Regions from separate parts of the Mus musculus genome. Here region 2 is linked to region 1. A link is a contact called in public HiChIP or PLAC-seq data. All regions are on one chromosome and are shown on one strand. Each heading gives the region's core, a stretch centred on a gene start, on an enhancer-like site or on the middle of the called end of the contact. The rest is flanking DNA. Distances are from core to core; before and after follow the strand shown.

What was found. HiChIP or PLAC-seq counts read pairs in DNA pulled down with a chosen protein or histone mark.
Region 2: an H3K4me3 HiChIP or PLAC-seq map of embryonic stem cells shows a contact between it and region 1, with 4 times the contacts expected there. The contact joins the promoter of Zfp551 here to the promoter of Zfp329 in region 1. A contact is called at or near these places in 5 of 39 promoter capture datasets (the 3T3-L1 cell line, cranial neural crest, embryonic stem cells and 2 more), 3 of 484 Hi-C or Micro-C datasets (cortical neurons, forebrain and uterus), 5 of 115 datasets of contacts at active chromatin or transcription factors (embryonic stem cells, large pre-B cells, neural progenitor cells and 1 more) and 1 of 9 other capture datasets (adipose tissue).

What each region holds. Positions count from the first base shown.
Region 1 is chr7:12,817,482-12,822,598 of GRCm38.p6, forward strand. Zfp329 (zinc finger protein 329) reads right to left here and starts at 1,379. Exons shown (of 2, transcript NM_026046.3): 1 at 1,336-1,379.
Region 2 is chr7:12,420,483-12,425,640 of GRCm38.p6, forward strand. It overlaps Zfp551 (zinc fingr protein 551), which reads right to left and starts at 2,009. Exons shown (of 4, transcript NM_001033820.3): 1 at 1,908-2,009; 2 at 1,326-1,364. The coding sequence starts at 2,006.

The DNA.
Region 1 (5,117 bases), core at 129-2,628:
CTCTTGAGGATTAAACAGGCAGTTAAGGTTGTTGGCAGAGACTTTTGTTCTGAAACATTTCTTTTTACATATTGGTATATGTGTGTCCATATGAGTGAATGTCACCTATGTGTTGACACTCTCTAAAGCCAGAACAGTGCGTTGGATACCTGGGTAAATCCTTTGGAGCTGGACCTACAGGTGCTATAAGTCCCAAAGCTTGGGTGCTGGAAACCAAACTCAAGTCCTCTGAAGAGCAGCAAGTGCTCTTAACCACCGAGTCTCTCCAACCTCACAAGATTAACATTAATTTCATTCATGTGGCCACTGGGAGGATGGTAGGATACCCATTCTCCTTTGCTCATGGAAAAGGAAAAAAAAAAAAAGCAAGGTTCACATTTTAAAGAGAATCATCACTAAAGAATTTCAATGTGTAGTGTCAGAATATTCAAAGTATTACTTCTAGTAACCCAGCCCACACACACACTATCATGCCTGCCTGTGCTACATTCATTATGTGTGTAAACTATAGTGGGCATGTGTTTAAAAGAAAGGAAAAGCCAATGTAGCAAAATGTTAATACGTGATAACCCGGATGGTTTCGTCATTATCTATTAAATTATGCCTGCAATTTAGCTGTGGGTGTGAAATCTTTCAAATTAGAAGACTAGGAGAAGGCAGGGGGAGAATGGAGGAAAAGTTGTTGGAGGAGGATGAACAAAAGTGTGTTTTTCCAGGGAAATAAAACCATTGAAAACCAAGGAAGAAACAGCAAACTAGAGAAGGAACAAAGCAAAGGAGGGATGATACATGAACCTCCCTGGGGAGGGGAGGAGGGATAGTTAAATAGATGATGGATGGACGGATAGGCTGATTGATTGATTGATTGATTGACTGATTTTGCAAGTATCAACAGAGTTAAGGGAAAGCCACCTAGAAGATTCCATGGAAAACAGCCCCGTCGCTCATTGGAGTCTGGCAGCCAACTCAGCCTGAAACCGGCAAATAAGAAGGGCCGGGTGCCCAAAGGATCTCGGCAAAACCTCCGAGAACAGCGGGGCTCGAGACAAGGACGCCCTAAGTAACGAGCAGGAAAGAGGGACAGCCTCACCCGACAGCAGCGCGGAGAGCATCTACACCAGCCAGTCAGGGACCCCTCCGACCCGGGGGTGTACACACCCGCGGGGACAGCGATGTCCCCGCTCACACCCTCCGGGTGAGCCCGAAACTCCCACGGCCCGCGTGAAACCCAAACGCTCTGCACGCCACCCCTCCAGCACCCCTCGACTCCCTCCCGCAAGACACTCAGAGGGGAAGCTAAGGAACAGAAAGGCACCGAGGCGCGGAAGGACTCACTACAGGATGCCGGCGGCGGCCATGGTCGCAACAACTGCGCATGCGCAGATCCTGGTCCTGCGACGCGCACGCGTCCTAGAGGTTCAGTTGCTTCTGACTGCTGTGCACTCTGATCTGAGAGTCTTGCACCAGTACCTGCAGCTGCGGAGAGGCAGGAGCAAGGCATTGCGATCAGGAAGAAACGTCTCCTCACCTTTATTTATAGAATTATAACTAAGTTACTGATGACTCATGGATATTCATTTTCTACCACGATTCTGTCTTTTGAGAGGGTTGGCTCAGAGTATGAGAGTCCCCTACCTCAGCATCTCCAGGACTCTCCTGATGTTATAATTTTGTTCTAGAGCCTTATTTTTTATTTACTGCATAATTTAACAAAAACACGATTATAGGTGAAAAATACTAAAATTCAGCCAAATACACCTCTTTTCTTGACAATCATTAGTGGAAGTAAGCTATGTTTTTTTTTTTTTCCCCTTATGAGTGTTTTGCCTGCATGTATGTCTGCATCACATGCTGCAGTGCCCTCAAGACCAGAAAAAGGTGTCAGATTCTCGAGGGCTGGAATAACAGACAGTTGTAAGCTGTCTCTTAGTTGCTGTGAATTAATCTCCAATCTTCTGGAAGAACAATAAGTGCTCCAAGCCCGTGTCAAAGGTGTATTTCACCAATATCCTAGATGTTTCTGAACCCAGACAATTTGACAATGAAGATTAACCAACAAAAAAGTTACAACTAAATTTCTCCATTTTGAACACAAAAAAATAAAATGTTTTGTGTTTTGTTTTGTTGTTTTGTTTTGTTTTGTGTTTTGTGTTTTGTTGGTTTTTTGAGACAGGGTTTCTCTATGTAACCCTGGCTGTCCTGGAACTCACTCTGTAGACCAAGCTGGCCTCGAACTTTTGTTTTTAAGAAAACAGTACTGAAGAGATGGCTCAGCAGTTAAGAGCACTGGCTGCACTTCCAGAGGAGCAAGGTTTGATTACTAGCATCCACATGACAGCTCACAAAAGTCTGTAACTCCAGTTCCAGGGGATCTGTTGTCCTCTTCTTAAGTCTGCAGACACTGCCCATAAGTGGGTTACAGACAAACATACAGGAAAAAAAGCATCCATACACATAAAATAGAAATAAATAAGTCTCTTTAAAAAACAATAATACCAACAAAAGCAGATTAGAGTTGTAAATGGGAAAACAGAATCTGCTAAAAGGGACTGTTTAGGGTGATAAAAGATTTCTTCATTGGTTGTGCTGGTGGTTATAAAGCTGTGTTTGAAACACAGTGAACTGTTGGGCATGGTGGCACATCCCTTTAATCCCAACACTTAGGAGGCAGAGGCAGGTGGACCTCTGAGTTGGAGGCCAGTCTGGTCAACATAGTGAGGTTCAGATGAGCCAAAGCTCCAAAGTGAAACAGTGTTCAAAAACAAAACTTGATCGGGACACATGATGGTTCCTCGGGTAAAAGTGCTTTATGCAAACCTGACAAGGAGTTCCATTCCCAGAACCATATTTTAAAAAGGGGGTGGGGAGCCCAGGACAGTGTCACACATCTTTGTATGACTTCAGTACACCCACAGTTAGATGGGAAAGAGGACAGAAGCACCAGAAGTTCACAGGTCAGATAGCCTGCGTTTTCTGAGAAGACAGCTTCTTAAATGAGAAAGATGCAACAGCCCATGACTCGGTCTTCTATCCATATACAGATGAGGCATATACCTCTCTCTAAAATTGTACTGACTTCCCTATACAAGAAGGAAGGCACAAGTGAGGGTGCTTGAATCTCACTTAGAAGGGGGGATAAAATAGTCATAAGAAGCAGATGTAGGGAGGGAGGGGGAGGGAGAAGAGAAGGGGAAGGGAGGGGAAGGGGGTTCAGAATCAGGTGTAGGGAGGAACAGGTGCAATGAACATCTGTCTATGAGAATGAATGGAAATCTGCAACTGACAGTGGTGGGGAGGTAGGAAGCATCTCCAAGAAGAGATAAGGAAGGTACCCGAAAATCAATGAGGGTGACCTTAGCTATGACTCACAATGTGAAGGATATGGAACCAGAAGAGGCCACCTCCTATAGCCAAGCAGTAACCCCAATGGAGCAACAGGGACATCAACCCACCCACAAAACTTTCAACCAAAAATTTATAGTGTCTACAAGAAATGCAGAGACCCAGGGGTGGAGGGCAAGACTAAGGGAACAGCCAACCAATAACCAGTCCAACTTGAGACCCATCTTATGGGCAAGCACCAGTCCCTGTCACTATTAATAATACTGTTATGCTTACAAACAGGAGTCTGGCATGGCTGTCCTCTCAGAGGCTCCACCCAGGAGCTGACTCAGATACAGACACCCACAGCCCACCAGTGGATGAAGCTTAGGGACTCTTATGGAAGTATAGGAGAAAGGATTATGGCCTCTAAGGAGATAGGAACTCCACAGGAAGACCAATAGAGTCAACTAACCTGGACCCTCGGGGCTCTTAGAGACTGAACCACCAACCAAAGAACATAACAAGGCTGGGCCTAGGCCTTCCCACTCATTGGTAGCAGAGGTGCAGATTGACCTTCATATGGGTCTCAAACAACTGGAGCAGGGGTTATCCCAAAAGGTGTTGCCTGTACATGGAATATGTTCATCTAGCTGGACTGCCTTGTCTGGCCTCAGTGGTAGAGGTAGTGCCCAGCCTCACAGAGACTTGATGTACAAGGAGGGGGGCTACCCATGGGGGCCCTCACTTACTCAAAGGAGAAGGGGAAGGGGGAAGGATTGTAGAAGGAGGTGACCGGAAGGGGGCCACTGAGTGAGATGTAAAGTAAATAAGTAAAAATAAAAATAAAAATAGATAGATAGATAGATAGATAGATAGATAGATAGATAGATAGATAAAATTGTACTGACTTACATATACACACACATACACACCATTAATCAATAAAAACCTAATCAAAACTAAATACTTTCTGAGTCATCAGACTAGCAAAATTAAAAGGAGAGCTAACATAATCTTCCATGGCTACTAATGAGAAAGTAAGTTGGTACTGGCAATATCTTTAAAAGTTAAGGGCCACTGGATGGTTTAGCAGGCAAGAGCACTTCCTGCTTTATTAGAAGACCCAACTGACATTTCCAGCTTCCACAGCTCACAGCTCACAACTGCCTGCTGCTCCAGCTCCAGAGTATCTGATATTCTCTCTGGGCTCTTCTGGCACCTGGACTCACACGCAATAGCTATTCACAGATACAAATACATTACTAAAAATAAATCTTCAACAGCAAAAAAGTTAATTACACATACACTTACTTCTCCCAGGCCCTCCAGTGGTAAAAGCTAATCCACTGGAAGTATAAACATTCAAGATTCTATTAGAACACTATCTGTGATGAGGAGTGGGGAGGAAACAACCTAGAGGCCATATACTATCCAACTTTCAGAATGTTACAATGGGAAAAAATGTGATACACTGAATTTTATTTTATATGGAATAATTGTGTATTGCATAAACTGCAAGGGAGTAGGGAGTACAGGAATACTATTGACTAATATATTGAATTTTTAAAAATGGGTTATAGAGGATTACTTTAAACTTCTGATCTCCCTGCCTCTCCCTCCTGAGTGCTGCTATGCTCCATCTCAGCTGTCTTTTTTTTTCTTCTTAAAATCATGTATATTACATCTATGCACCAAAAATTTTATTGATGTAACACAATCCTCATTACATGTAATTCCTGGAGGAGGAACCCACTTAAATGTAGAAAATAAAATATGATAATATAATGACCCTA
Region 2 (5,158 bases), core at 759-3,258, 400 kb before region 1:
CAAGGTTGAGGTCTGAGCAAAAGCACAAACAGATAGAAGGTGAAGAGAAGAGGAAGCCACCATGGGTTAGGTAAATCATGATATAGCCATGAGGGCTAGCAAATTGGAGTTAAGAGCTGCCCAGATGGAACATGGCAAATTATGCCTTGGGGTTATTGGTGGAGAAATAGATTCTAATAGCATAGAGGGTAGATATCTGCCCAGCTCTAGTGTTGATGAAGGCTTATTATAATAATAAAAGTTGTGTATCATTTATCCAGGAACCAAATGATCAAAGGGAGGGCAAAACCACTGACTGAGATTACATATTTCTGTTAACAGACTAACCTCTAAAACTATAAGCCAACCTCAATTAAATGTTTCCTTTCTAAGAATTGCCAGAGTCATGGTGTCTTTTCACTGCGATAAAGCCCTAAGACACCCACCAACAATTACCAGTGGAAGCCGGGTATTATAACTCATGCCTATAATTCCAGTACTTAGGAGACTGTCACAAGTTCAAAGCTAGCTTGAGCTACATTGTGATGCACTAGACCCCTTTCAGCCCAGTATAAAGAGCAGAGATAGTCGAAGTGATCAGACCAGATGTGATGCCTAGCAAAGACACTAAAACCTGTCACACTATCTCCAAGTTTATACCATGTGCTCTAGGGTTCCAGTTTCCTAGAGTCATCAATCCATGCTGGGGTGGGTTTTGTTGACACGGCTATCTAATGTTCCCTCACTCATACTCCTGTAAGTAACCCCAGTAAAGCTCACTGGCTTACCAAGTTGTACTTTGGTCTGTCCTCTCTTCCCTATCTGGGACTCCTAGATGCTTGTTCATGTCTCCACAGAATTACTGTCTACACAACACCATTTCCCTTCTTCCACAGTCGGTTTCCCGTGCAGCAGCCGGCAACAAGGAGCCTGAGGAGAATAAGTTGGCTTGCCAGCCTTCTCCACACCCAAATTTCCCATTGTCATTTCTACATATAAAGTACACATTCTGCTTTTCAGAGAATTATTCTGGGTCTGACACCTTCACCTCACTGATCCTTATTCTAAGGAGAAAGATCTTTCTGCACATGCCTAAGTAATTCAGTCTCCCCTTCAGGCACAGGCACATACTGGCACACACCGTGGGAGAAGCAACCTTCTACACTTCTGTTCACACTTGCCAAGAATTTCATACAACTCACAGCCTACACATCTCTGGGTTATGTACCTAACCTGTTCAAGACTGCAAGGCACCAGGCTACTAGGGCACACTGAGATAATAGACCAAGGACACCACTAACCTAAAACCTGTTGGTAGCATGAGGGTAATGGCAGGATCCACTTACCAGGCCAAGCTCCATAACTGGTTCTGAAGTCAGGGGAACCTGAAAAAAGGAGGAGGCTCTTAGAATCTAGCAGCCATAGGCGGTCTTCACAGGCTTCAGTCACACAGTGACCCTGATCACCGTGGGGTCAGAAGGCCTGGGATTACTACAAATCTGTCTATGCAGTGGTCCACAATTCTGAATCTCACCTGAGAGCTGTCACACCGGTGGCACAACTCTCTCCTGCCCCTCATATCTCCTCCTGTTTGTCCTTGCTCTGAGTAACTTCAGGAAAATTTAGAATCCTATTCCCGAATAGGATCTCTGTTCACAATTCTCACTGGCTCCCGGTGTCTGAAGAATTAAACTCAAATTCCTCAGGTGCAAATCGACCTCACAACTGCTTCTACAAACACTTGGCTACTAGGACTCAAAATCTTCCCTGCCTAGCAGCCCTTTCAGGAGGCATCCCTCTGCAACACTCACAAACCCCTGCACACAGCTGTTCTGCTGCCAGGAGCACCAACTAGGAACTTCAGGGTCATGATGGGGCCTCTTCCGGGGCTCTAGCGCTCGGGTGACAGCGCAAGACGCAGCACTTACCTGGGCTATGTTCCTGTGCATGGCCACAGCCATTGGATTCTGTAGAGGAAGCAAGGACCAGGTCGCCGAGGTCTCTTCCCTAGGCCTGGCTCGGGGCATGTGGGCGGAGTCGCTGGGCCTCAGCAGGGCCTCTGTAACACAGAGCAGCTCTTTGCGCTCTGCCATAAGAACTGCCCACCTCGCCGAGCTTCCAGTTAGGTAAACAAACCTCAGAAACGCCTAAACGACCACCAAAAAGACCACGCTGGAAATCTAGCTCCAGACACGAACCGCGCACTAGTCCACAAACACACACCCCAAAAAATAATAATACAAATAAATGCCGAATTTCCACGGGCTCAACTCCACCCCCATCGTCTCGCGTATTGCATCCCGGGAAATGTAGTTTCCGTCGCTCCCCAGGCAGGTACCCTGCCCCCAAGCCTGACCCCTATGAACTTAGTTTAAAAGAAAACAGGCATGCTTATATGAGTTTGTGACTACAGCTTTCTGGCGAGGAAAGATACTTAAATAAAACTGTTTCAGTATTCCTGGGATCTGTTGTATGGCTGATAGCCACTGTGATGATGTCTTATTTCAGACACCATGAAGTTCTTTGTGCATCAAGAGGCTATAAAGAAACAAATTCAAATGAACATATTCCGTATAGTAGTTTAGGCACTATATGTGTGCTTGTGTATCTGTATATTTATGTATACACTCAGGGACTCCATGATGCAGTTCTCAAGAGGTCATCCCATCCATGATGGATGAGACTTTATGGTATTTCAGATATTCGTGTCACCCATGTGCCTTTAAGAACCCCTCACCAGTGCTCACACACAAATGCTCTCTCTCTCTCTCTCTCTCTCTCTCTCTCTCTCTCTCTGTGTGTGTGTGTGTGTGTGTGTGTGTGTGTGTACATCATACATACATACCTATACCCATGCCTGTACCCGTACTTGTACACATACACATATGTGTGCAAAAACTGTTGGCTTGGCTATAATATGCATTTTTATTGCTGTTCAAACGCTTTCATTCAAAATCATTGATAACTAAATTTTTAACTCCCTGTATACTCAGTTAATGACAAGACAAAAACAATGTTAATTGGGTACATTGTATGGAAGATAAGGAACAATGTTTTGACTACCGTAGATCAGAAGCTAAAGGGACATCTTTGCCTCTTGTTCCCACAGACAGCTGCTTTCCTACCTATTTTCTAGTGATTGTGCCTAATGCGCAGATCCAATTTTATATTTTTCATTTAGTATGTCTTGTTCAACTTCCAAAGAAGCAGTTGCCTTAAGAATTTATAAATTCACTATGTCTTCCAGTTGCCCCAAATATATATTTGTCAAGAAACTGCTGAATGAAATTTTTTAAAAATTTAAAAATGCCTTGCTCCTAGATATGGTGGAGGAGGTTTGTTGTACACATGAGGAGAGCATTGCCAGACAGAGTCCAGAGTGAACATGACCCTGAGATAGGCAGTGCTAGGAGAGAGGGTAGGGGAGAGGAGAGATAGGAGAGACAAGAGTAGAAAAACAGATCAAGTAACCAAAATGGCTGGATTATATAGTGAAGGGCAGCTGGAGGGAGGGCAGCCCACTTCCTGAACTGGAAAGTCATACCCTGCAACAGGTAGGGACTAAAGGAGAACCGGGTAGCCAACTCCACTTTGATTATGTTAAATAGGTACCTCAGTTAGCTCTTTGTTCCAGGTTTGAGGCCCAACATCTGGAATTTAAGCTAGATAGATGGGTCATCAGTTAAGAGTACTGGCTGCTCGTGCAGAATAACCAGGTTCAATTCCAAGTAGCTATATGGTGGCTCACAACTTTCTGTAACTTCACGTCCAGAGGATCTGATCCCCTCTTCTGACCTCTGCAGGAACCAGTCCTACAAACAATCCACGGATACACATATAGGCAAAATACCCATACCCGTTAGATTAAGTTTTAAAAAATGGAATTCATCACCAGATGTGGCCTAGTTTATATCCCTGATGAAATGACTCATTAGTCCATACATATACAATTTAATTCCTGGTTTTCAAAAGATACAATGTAATAATTATTTAAAATATTTGTCTTTGGGTCTGAAAAGATAACCCAGTGGTTAAGGGCATTTGTTGTTCTTGTAGAGGGCAGGATTCATTTTTCAGCACCCGATCTTTAGCTGATGTTCCAGGGAACTTAACAATTTCTGGTCTTCACAGGCACCTGAAAATACATGGTACACATACATACATGCAGGCAAACACCCTCTCACAAAGCTTAGGAAGAAAACTTTTAAGACACCTGAGACTTTAGTCCTCTGAGAGTTTGGTTCAACATTTTAGAACCCAAACTTCCAGGACATCTTGAGTCCAACAGAAGTATCTATAAGACCTAAAGCCTATTTGTTTACACAGACAGCTGTGTTCATTTAAAGAACTATGTCTCAACAGTCATCTGAAGGATGGACTCAGAGATAACAAAACAGACATTCCACCTCTTCCACCACTGACAAAGGCCTTTTGCTAAGTTTCACTCACATTTCCAGTCCCCTCAACTGAGATCTGAGATCGTATCATCCTTTCCAGAATATGATTCAACACTGAGGGACACCCAAGGTGTTAACCTGAAACACACACACACACACACACACACACACACACACACACACACACACACACACACATACATATACATATACACACACACAAACACACAAAGATACAGACAGACAGACATAGACATACAGACACACAGAAACGCACAGACACATGTCACATCCATGGTCAAGAGCAGATATAGAATGAATGCATACATGCTCCAAAAATATATTATTTGTTCAGATTTTTTTATTTTCTGCATTTCTTATTAGATATTTTCTTCACTTACATTTAAAATGCTATCCCAGAAGCCCTCTATATCCTCCCCCTGCACTGCTCCACCCACTCCTGCTTCCTGGCCCTGGCGTTCCTCTGTACTAGGGCATATGATCTTCACAAGACAAAGGGCCTCTCCTCCCATTGATGGCCCACTAGGCCATCCTTTACTACAAATGCAACTAGAGACACAGGTCTGAGGGGTACTGGTTAGTTCATATTGTTGTTCTTCCTATAGGGTTGCAGACCCCTTTAGCTCCTTGGGTACTTTCTCTAGCTCCTTCATTAGGGGCCCTCTGTTCCATCCAATAGATGACTGTGAGCATCCACTTCTGTATTTGCCAGGCACTGGCATAGCCTCAAAAGAGATAGCTATATCAGGGTTCTGTCAGCC